2 separate regions of the Mus musculus genome follow, and region 2 is linked to region 1. Evidence: chromatin contacts called from public Hi-C data. All regions are on one chromosome and are shown on one strand. The core of a region is the stretch at or near the end of the contact, and the rest is flanking DNA. Distances in the headings are between cores, read along the strand shown.

Region 1 (4,425 bases), core at 1,009-3,508:
TAGGTCCATCTATTGACACTGGGCCTCCTTGGGCAGCCTATTTACTTACAATTAAGTTTGTTATTTAGAACAACGTGCGTGCACTTTACTTACACTACCCCATGTATGCGTCAATTACAAAACCTTTCTTTCCAAGCTAATATAAACATTGTTAATTTAGCTGATTATCTTACATTTCAGGTTTCAGTGAAGCCTGCCATCCATTAGCTGGAGAGGCAGGGGGCGTTCAGTGAGTTGGGTGCAGAGTGTACTTGGTCTCCCTCCCAGACCTGAGGACTCTTTACACAGTATCTCCATCAGCAAGCAGGCAGATGATCAGTCTTACACTAAGGTGAAGAGGGACTATAAACTAAGACACAACAGATCTGGTTAGTTATTATGACTCTAGCCTGGGCTTTTTATGTGGTCAGGCCTCTGAAGATTTCCTGTTATTTAAATTTTAATGTTTTTAAAATGGCATGGAAATGATATAATTACTGCTCAATTACCTACTTCTAGGGCACATTCCAGGTAATTTCTCTTTCCCCTAAAAGTGAGTAAGTTCTGGCTGCCTGAGAGCCAGGCAACAAGGACCAGATGCTTCATTTGCTGTCACACAGCCTTGGGGGCGTGTCCTACCAAAGGTAACCCCTGGAAGCTGAAGCAGGAGGCAGAGCAGAGAAGGCACCTCAGGGCCGGCCCTGCTGCCAGGCTCCCAGCTCTTCTTCTCCCATGACAGGCCTGTGATGGGAGTCTGTGATGGGGAGGAGGGGGTCCGGGTGCTGAGTGCAGAGACTGCAACAGAGCTCCTCTTGGCTGTCACCCCCAATCTCCCAGGCCTTGCCTCCTGTTCTCTCCCCTCTCCAGTCCCTGGCACCTTGTCTTCAGTACCTTCCTTGAGTCTCCATGGTGCTTCCTTTACCATCCTTCAGCTCTGCGAACATTCCTTCTCAGAGAACCTTCTCTGACCACCCAGTCTGAAACGCAACTGTCTCTCCCTTCTGTCTCCTCCTCTTCCTCCCCTCCTCCTGACTTCCAAGAGCTTAGCATACTGTAAGCATGCTTGTTTCCTGCTTGTGTCTGTCTGTCCTCAGTGCCAGCTCCAAGAGCATGCAGTGCTTGGCTTCTCCACTCAATGCAGTACTCCTTAGCATCTACCACAGGATATGATCCAAAGAAAAAAAGATGTTTGTTGAATGAATGAAAGAAAATGAAGGGACGGGGGAGTGGAGATCATCTCTCCAGCTGCCCTCCCACGATGTGTCACAGGCACTTACCCATGTCAGGCACACTAACAGGACCAAGCACTCTCTCTGCCAGGAAACCTGGCTCTGCCTGCCTGCCTGCCCAGCCAAAGGGCAAGGAAAGAATGAACGATCTTATCCATAGCACACTACATACCACAAGAAGAATTATGAACATCAACAATGAAGACCTTTGCCTGAGAAGTCCCCAACTGAAAAGAGATGTGTTTTCAAAGCTTATGTGATAGAGGGAGGTGGGTTTCTAGGCTCCCAGCTCTGCAATCTCCTCTCTGTGGAGCACGACTCTGGGCTTGGTAGCACTTGCACTGTGGGTGGCTACAGACACAGTGACTAGGAAAGCCAGTTTGTTATCATGAGCAGTGGAAGCTGTGGGTCAAGTGCTACTGACTAATCAACCCACAGCTGGTCCATTACCCATCCCCAGGGAAAGGGGCCACTGATCTAGTTTCACATCAATAAACGTCTATCTGGGTACATCATCCGCCGTAACTGCAGCCTGCCAAGATACCCAGTGTTGTCCACGGGCATTGGTGGCCAGGAAACCTCCTCCCTTTCCTCTTAATAATGTCACAGAAGAGGCAAATGCAGTCCCTGACAACATAATGTTAGCTTCACCGAGACGTGTCTCTCTGAATGCTTGGCTAGTTAGACAGCACTCCGGTTGAATGGATTTTCTTACTGGAGAAACAATAGCTGGCCTTCAGGAAGTTAGAGGCGCCACACTGTGCTGAGATATACAATTCTGCCTCTGGTTGTGTGCCTGCTCATCATCTCTCCTCTGAGTCAGGAAAAATGAAATTGTTTGCAGGAACCATTTTCATCCCACACTTAGATGAGACCAGGTGGGCCCATTCTGCCTGCCCAGAGCCCTAGTAACACACTTTTCTTGAGAAAGTCAGAATTCACGTCTTTGGTAGCACTGGAGGCCAGGGTGGTCATGCCCCAGGACAAGCCCTTGTTCCTTTGAGCTATCACCATGGCAACCACCTCCTAGGGATCTGCTGGATCTAAAATTGTAAAGTTCCTCCTAAACCTGCTGTAATCCCCTTCTGTCTGGAAGACTACCTCAGGGCACACTCACCCTGTTAAGAGCAAAACTTAACTCTGAGCTGTCTCAGGCCTCATGCAGCAAGCAGGCAAGGCTGGGGGAGTCAACAAGGTAACAATCAACACAGGAGCTCTGCAGCTGGTGGGGGTGCCTGATGGGGACATGGGTGCCTGTGGATGTGCCTTTGGGACATTTTCTTTTCTTTTTTTGTTTTTTGTTTTCTCCGAGACAGGGTTTCTCTGTGTAACCCTGGCTGTCCTGGAACTCACTCTGTAGACCAGGCTGGCCTCGAACTCAGAAATCTGCCTGCCTCTGCCTCCCAAGTGCTGGGATCAAAGGCATGCGCCATCACTGCCCAGTGGGACATTTTCTTAATAACCAAATGACGTGGGAAGGCCATCCCATTGTGGGCAGTACTACCCTTGGGCCAGTGATCTAAGTTGTATAAAAAAGCAGCTGAGCAAGCCATGAGGAGCAAGTCATAGACAGCATCTCTCTGTGGACTCTTCTCCAGTTCCTGCCTCAAGGTTCCTGCCCAGACTTCCCTGGGTGATGCAGTGTGACCCAAGAGTTGGAAGCTGATATTAATCCTTTAATCCCCAGTTGCTCTCAGCCATGGTATTTTATCAGATCAATAGAAACCTCACTAAGTGAGGCGCAGAGGATGATGGGAGGCTGGACCACTATTCCCACAATGGATTCTGGAATAGCCAAGAGGGAGTACAAAGGGAGTAAGATTGTACGTGATGAGATCAACATGATGGGATAGCAAAGGCACAGCCTGACCATAGCAGCTCGGGCGGCCTGAGGACGAGACACCAGAGGCCAGGCTGTAAGAGTCTCTAACAGGGCAGTCCCTGGGGCTTGCCACCCCTGCTTAGGGAAGTGGAGTCAGGAGTGGTGTGGTGGGAAGAGAGGGTCACGTGGCGAAGCGGGTAGAGAAGTGACACTGCAGAGGTTTCACTCGGACACCACCATGGGACACAGGAGACAGAGAGCTCTGGGAGTTCTTAGGAGGCAGCACTGCTGGAACTTCAGGGCAGTGGGGGCAATAAGAGAGGGCAGCAAAGCCAGGGAAGGCCTTGTGGCTTTGGCTTGCTGCAAAGCTGTGTGGAGCCACTGCCCTGACTGCGAATCCTGGGAGAGAGCTGAGGCGAGGTAAGTGGGGCGGGAAGAAAGGACAATGGAATTTCATTTTAGCTGCCTTGGTCTAAGACACATGGACACAGACACTGGGGTGCAGAGGAAGGGTGTCCGGTACTAGGTGAGCAAATGAGATTCAGAAGCCATTAAAGGAGAGTGGACAGAGGTACTAAGTTGCCTGTTTGCTTCCATCTTCATTGGTAAGGAGACTGGCCCTCAAATTAGAAATGGCAGAACAAACATAATAAAGAGAAAATTGAAGTCCCAAATAGGTGAAGTGAGAGAGAGTGTCTAGTCAATTTAAATGATTTCAAGTCTTCTGGCTCAGACGAGTTACACCCCAAGCCTGCTGCAAGAAATTGCAGATGTAATCTCAGAGACACGATTGGTAATCTTCAAGAAACTGTCGGGAAGACAGTGGCAGAAGACAGAAGAGGGACAACTAACTGTTGGCACATTTGTGAGGAGGGACAAACTGTAATGGGAGATGCAGACAGCTTACATCATCCATGACTAAGGTCCTAAAGATGCTAGGTAGACGGCAGGACCACAGTAGTGAGTGCACACAGCTCAGGAAGCGTCAAGAGGATGGCCGTGCGCTCATCCAGCCCGAGAGCTCACCCCTGCCCCACTTCATTTCCTATGGTACTCAGCCTGTGATGCGGCCCTTGATGAAATGGAGTTAGCTGACATGAAGAAATCTAACGGTCTCCATTCAACACATCCAACCCCGGGTCCTTAGCACGTGTGCAGCATTTAGCTGTGGTGGTTGTCCCAAGCGGCAGGAGGCCTGCTTCTGCTGCACTGCCTGACACTGCTCTCCTGTGCTGGCTCCTTCTTCCTACAGACTAAGACAAGAACAGGGAAGAGAAAGCAAGCGTAGAGAAGCACCAGGCGAGGGGCAGTCATGACTGCCAGTGCTCCACCCTCGGCAGACTGAGGTAGACAGGCACGTACTGTTTCCCATGTGAGTTCTTCAGAGGCGCCCTT
Region 2 (4,425 bases), core at 950-3,449, 65 kb before region 1:
CACTGTTACTGTCTGTGACTCTGACTGAGGGTGCATAGTTATCAGGAAACAAAGCAAGACTGTAGACCATGCTTGCCTGGTGACAAGAGGATGTCTGAATGTACATAATCAAGGGTGGTAGGAGTTTATAGAAGAGATGTTCTCGTCTACGTGTGGGCAGGGCTGGGCGGGCCTGCCTCACTGGGCTGCTGCTGGCATCGGTAGGTAATTCAGTACATACAGCAAACTTGAGTCAGGGGTAGAGTGTCTGTCCTGGTAGCTGGAGAGGACGTTTTGAAGCAGGGTAGGGGGCAGTGGCTGGGTGGAACAGGGTGAGGCAGGTTCTATGCTTGAGCTTGGAGCTGCAGGGCTCACTTCCACGCCAGAGCTGGTCCCCAGGCAGGCAGGTGCACAGCAAGGCTCCAACCTTTGCAGCTTGCAGATACAGCCCCACAGTCCTTCAGAACTGCCCAGCTCTGGCAGCCTCCAGTGTTTATTTTCTCTTCCCATGAGTGTGTAGTGCTCATGTGCACAGGGAGGTCAGGGGTCTAAGGCCTCTATTGCCGTCCAGTCCACCCTACTGTTGGAGATGTCTTTCGCTGAACCTAGAACTTGCCTTTCAGTGAGACCAGCTAGCTAGTGAGCTCCAGACTCTTGCCTGCCTCCCTGCACAGCAGCATGGAGTTCAGGCATGCACTGCTATGCCTGGCTTTTAAGTGGGTGCTAGGATCCAAGCTTGGCTCCTCAGGGTCACACAGCAAGCACATCACCCATTGACTGTCACCATCATCCCAGCTGCAACCCAGACAGACAGTCTAAAGACAAGTCCTCCTCCTCTGTCTGGGCTGAACTAGCTCCCTAGAAGCCACTAGGCACGCAGGTGGAGCCCTGCTCCTGCCCTCATGGGATGTACTGTGCCTGCAAGCTCCCGTCCTGTCTTCTATCATCCATGTGAGGAGCCCACGGTTGCTGCCGTCCCTCCTCCCACTGTGGAAATGCCAGCTGCTGTGAAGCTGTTTCCTGTAATTGTCTAATTACCAAGCAATACTAGCAAAGGAAATATATGTATCTGCAGTTGGTCTTCCCCACTTGGTTTCAGGTGCTCCATCTTCCTTCTCCCCATGCGCCTCCCACTGAGCCGGATTCACTGCTGCCCGGACACCAGTCCTCTTAAGGTCATTAAAAAGTCATTACCATCCTGTGCACAGAGCCTCTGCCTCTGGAAGCAGGTTTTTGAAAACAGAGTAAGAAAAATTACTCTCTCTGTAAAAACACTATTACTCACACATAAAGACAACTCACCTGCCCTCCCCCCCCCCACGCCTCTCTGCCCTGCTTCCCAGTGTGTGCACGTGTGGGTGTGGGTGTGAGTTCTCACTTTCCTATGGGACACTGCATGTGAGGAGAAGTCTGCATGGCTGTGGGGTCCCACAAGTGTGGCTCTGAGCCTAGCATTTAGGGACTGTGTGAGGCATCAGAACTCTGGCCTCAGCCCTAAAGGAGGTTGGTTGGGTACACGTTCCAGCTGGCCGGGATTGGGACACACAACAGCTGTAGCCTTCATTGGGTCTCATTTGGAGGACAGGGTGGGAGGGGTATTTCTAGCCCTGCGCCTCATTGCTCCAGAGACTTTGGACTTAAAGTAAAGACTGCATGTGAGCCCTCCCAGGCCCCACAGAGCCCAGGATTCCAGGCTTGTAGGCAGGCCCAGTGTCAGACCTGTGCCTCTGCTGGAGCTCCTGAGCGAAAGCCTGTTAAGTGTCCTTGGCAGACAGGTGCCCTCTTCTCTTCATTTCAGCTTCTGCCTGGCCTGGGGCTCTGGGCAGGGCAACGGCTGATCAGGAGGGAGCCAGAGTTTGTGGAGTAATAAGATCAGAAGGTCTCAATTTAATACCAATCCTCCATTACATTGCATTAGTATCTAATCACATTAGACTTCATTTCCACTAACACGGCCTGAGAGTTGAATATATGATCTCATTGCCACCAGAACCAGACACCGATCCAGAGAGCAAAGTGGGAAGAAGCCCACTCAGGGCACTCAGAGATGAGCACCCCACCCCCGCCCTGCACCAGCTTCCAGAGTGTTCCCTAGACTTTGTCAAAATAACTTCCAGTGAATCCCCGAGAGGAAACGGGGGGTTTGGAATGTTACTCGAGCCTTGTTTATAACTGCGGTGTGACCTCAGAGAACACTGCTTGGAGTAAGATCTCATAGAAGCAAAAACCCCAGCACCGTGATGCCAGACCAGCCGAGGCTGGGCCATTCCCATAGGCTTCATGGCCATGATGACACACTGCCTGGGCAGCACATCTCAGGAAGGGACACGATGGCTCCCCTAACCAGAACTAGGTTGATGGGCAGCGATTCTTTCAAACCTCCATCTTGGAGGGAAGTTCTAAGTTCCATCCTCAGGGAAGCTCAAGTTCAGGAAGTAACCGACTCAAAGGCTTCAGGAAATCCCTGAAACTGACCAGATTCAAAGGGTCCTTCCCTCTCTGAGTGTATAAATCAGAAAGGACTGATCAGAGACACTGACTGGAAGACTCAGCTGCCTAGAAGAGGCTCAGATTGCCTCAGCTGTCTGGAAAAGACATTCTCCAGCCTGTTGAGCTGCCCACTGGCTGTGCAGTGAACTCCAGGTTCCCAGCTCTGTGAGCTGGCAACTACTCTGGAGCTGGTGATGCAGCTGTCTTTGAGTCATTTCTGCTCCTGCAGTAACCCCAATAAAACTCATTGGTTCACCATGCTGGCTTTGGTGGTTCCCTGTCCTGGGTGAGGACACATTTGTGACTGCATTATCTAGGCTTGGATGAAGGATCTGAACAGGAGCAATGGGCCAGAAAACAGATGTGGTCTTCACTTGAGATTTATGACCTATCAAAAATCCCAGCCAGGCAGTGGTGGCGCACGCCTTTAATCCCGGCAATTGGGAGGCAGAGGCAGGCGGATTTCTGAGTTCGAAGCCAGCCTGGTCTACAAAGTGAGTTCCAGGACAGCCAGGGCTACACAGAGAAACTCTGTCTCAAAACACCAAAAAAAAAAAAAAAAAAAAAAAAAAAAAAAACAAAAAACCAGAGAGAGAGAACGATTCTCTGCTGCTCTATTGGAGCAGTGATGGTTCAGTGGGTAATGACGCTAAGTCTGCAACTCAGGAAGGGGAGAAAGGACTCCTATAAGCTCTCTTTTGATTTCTACATGCACAAGGGTGTAAGCAACACATGCATATGCACGCACACGAATGCACGGGTGCTCGCGTGCGTGCACACACACACACACACACACACACACACACACACACACACAAGCTTCAGAAAGGAAAGCGATGTTTCCACAGTACTGATTAAACAAGTCAGAAAACAAGAGCTTAAGACAATCTTTCTAAAGCCCCTGCTGAGGAGTGAGGATTACAAACCATCACGGATATCAAGTCGGAGATCTAAAATAGGGCCCAATGAGAGCCCATCAACAGGAGTGACAAGTGTGGGTCACAGCCACTCTGTCACCTGGCTCTGGGACCCACACTTGTCTGGGAGTAAGGCAGTGCTGTGAACCCCATAGAGAGCTGAGGCAGGACAGGATAAGCAAGCTGTGGGATTTCCTGGTCCCCCATTCTCTAGGAGCTTGTATTCTTATGGTGCAACAGACACCAGCTGATCCCAGTTAAAGGCGAACCATTGGCAAAATCCAGCAGTGTGAGAAACCAAGGGGTGCTGCCCAGATGATACAGATGACTAGGGACTCCCTGTAGAGGCAGCTGAGCTCCCACCCTGTATATGTAATGGAGTTGGTCATACCCAGGTCAAAAAGCATCCCAGTAAAAAGCCACCAGGAGGCAGTGATGTGCTGTCCGGGCTGCGTGGCAGGGGTCTCCCAGGGACACAGTAGGCCCTGCCTGGTAACTGTGAACGTGTCCACAGGACCATCTGCAGACAGAACACTTCCAGCTAGCTTTCTCAATGTAAGCTGTTTAAAGGTGAACAATCTGTCAAGCACCAGCAAGAAAAGACTGTACATAAAGGCTGGAGGCAAACAGAGAAGAAAATGACTCAGTGGGTATAGATATGACTTAATCCGTACAACAAAACCGCTATCCTCACAGAAAATAAAGCATGATTCCCCTGAAATAATAAAATGATATGAAGAGAGCTGTTTTGAAACAAGAAAATATTTCTGCAAATTAAGAACACCAGCTGAAATAAATAATTAAACGAAGAGGTTAGAAGACTTAAGTGGAGGAAATTTCTCGGGAATAACAGAGGCAAAGGAAGAGCAGAAGGAAGCAGAACAGGAAAGCCACAATACAGTCAGACGCTCCTGTGAGAGAAGAGGAGAGTCCAGCTGGGGAGGCACGGCAGGCAGGCAGGCAGGCAGGCAGGCAGGCAGGCAGGCAGGGCCCTCCCTGGCACACAGGATGGAGTTGTTCCCCGTAGGCACGTAGTAAG

What was found. A called contact is a pair of places that touch in the nucleus more often than the background predicts.
Region 2: a Hi-C map of muscle stem cells shows a contact between it and region 1, with 1.7 times the contacts expected there. The contact joins two enhancer-like sites. A contact is called at or near these places in 10 of 484 Hi-C or Micro-C datasets (brown adipocytes, cerebellar granule neurons, cortical neurons and 6 more), 2 of 115 datasets of contacts at active chromatin or transcription factors (both in embryonic stem cells) and 2 of 9 other capture datasets (adipose tissue and pancreatic islet).

What each region holds. Positions count from the first base shown.
Region 1 is chr17:30,294,428-30,298,852 of GRCm38.p6, forward strand. All of the region lies in intron 8 of Btbd9 (BTB (POZ) domain containing 9), which reads right to left. Among named protein-coding and RNA genes, the nearest start is that of Btbd9, 280 kb to the right of the region's middle. Within about 2 kb of position 2,259, at least 14 of the 459 cell types and tissues checked have an H3K27ac peak or open chromatin away from gene starts, as enhancers often do. A contact at or near this core is called in muscle stem cells, where this site is marked.
Region 2 is chr17:30,229,067-30,233,491 of GRCm38.p6, forward strand. The region is part of intron 9 of Btbd9 (BTB (POZ) domain containing 9); the gene reads right to left. Among named protein-coding and RNA genes, the nearest start is that of Zfand3, 230 kb to the left of the region's middle. Within about 2 kb of position 2,200, at least 4 of the 459 cell types and tissues checked have an H3K27ac peak or open chromatin away from gene starts, as enhancers often do. A contact at or near this core is called in muscle stem cells, where this site is marked.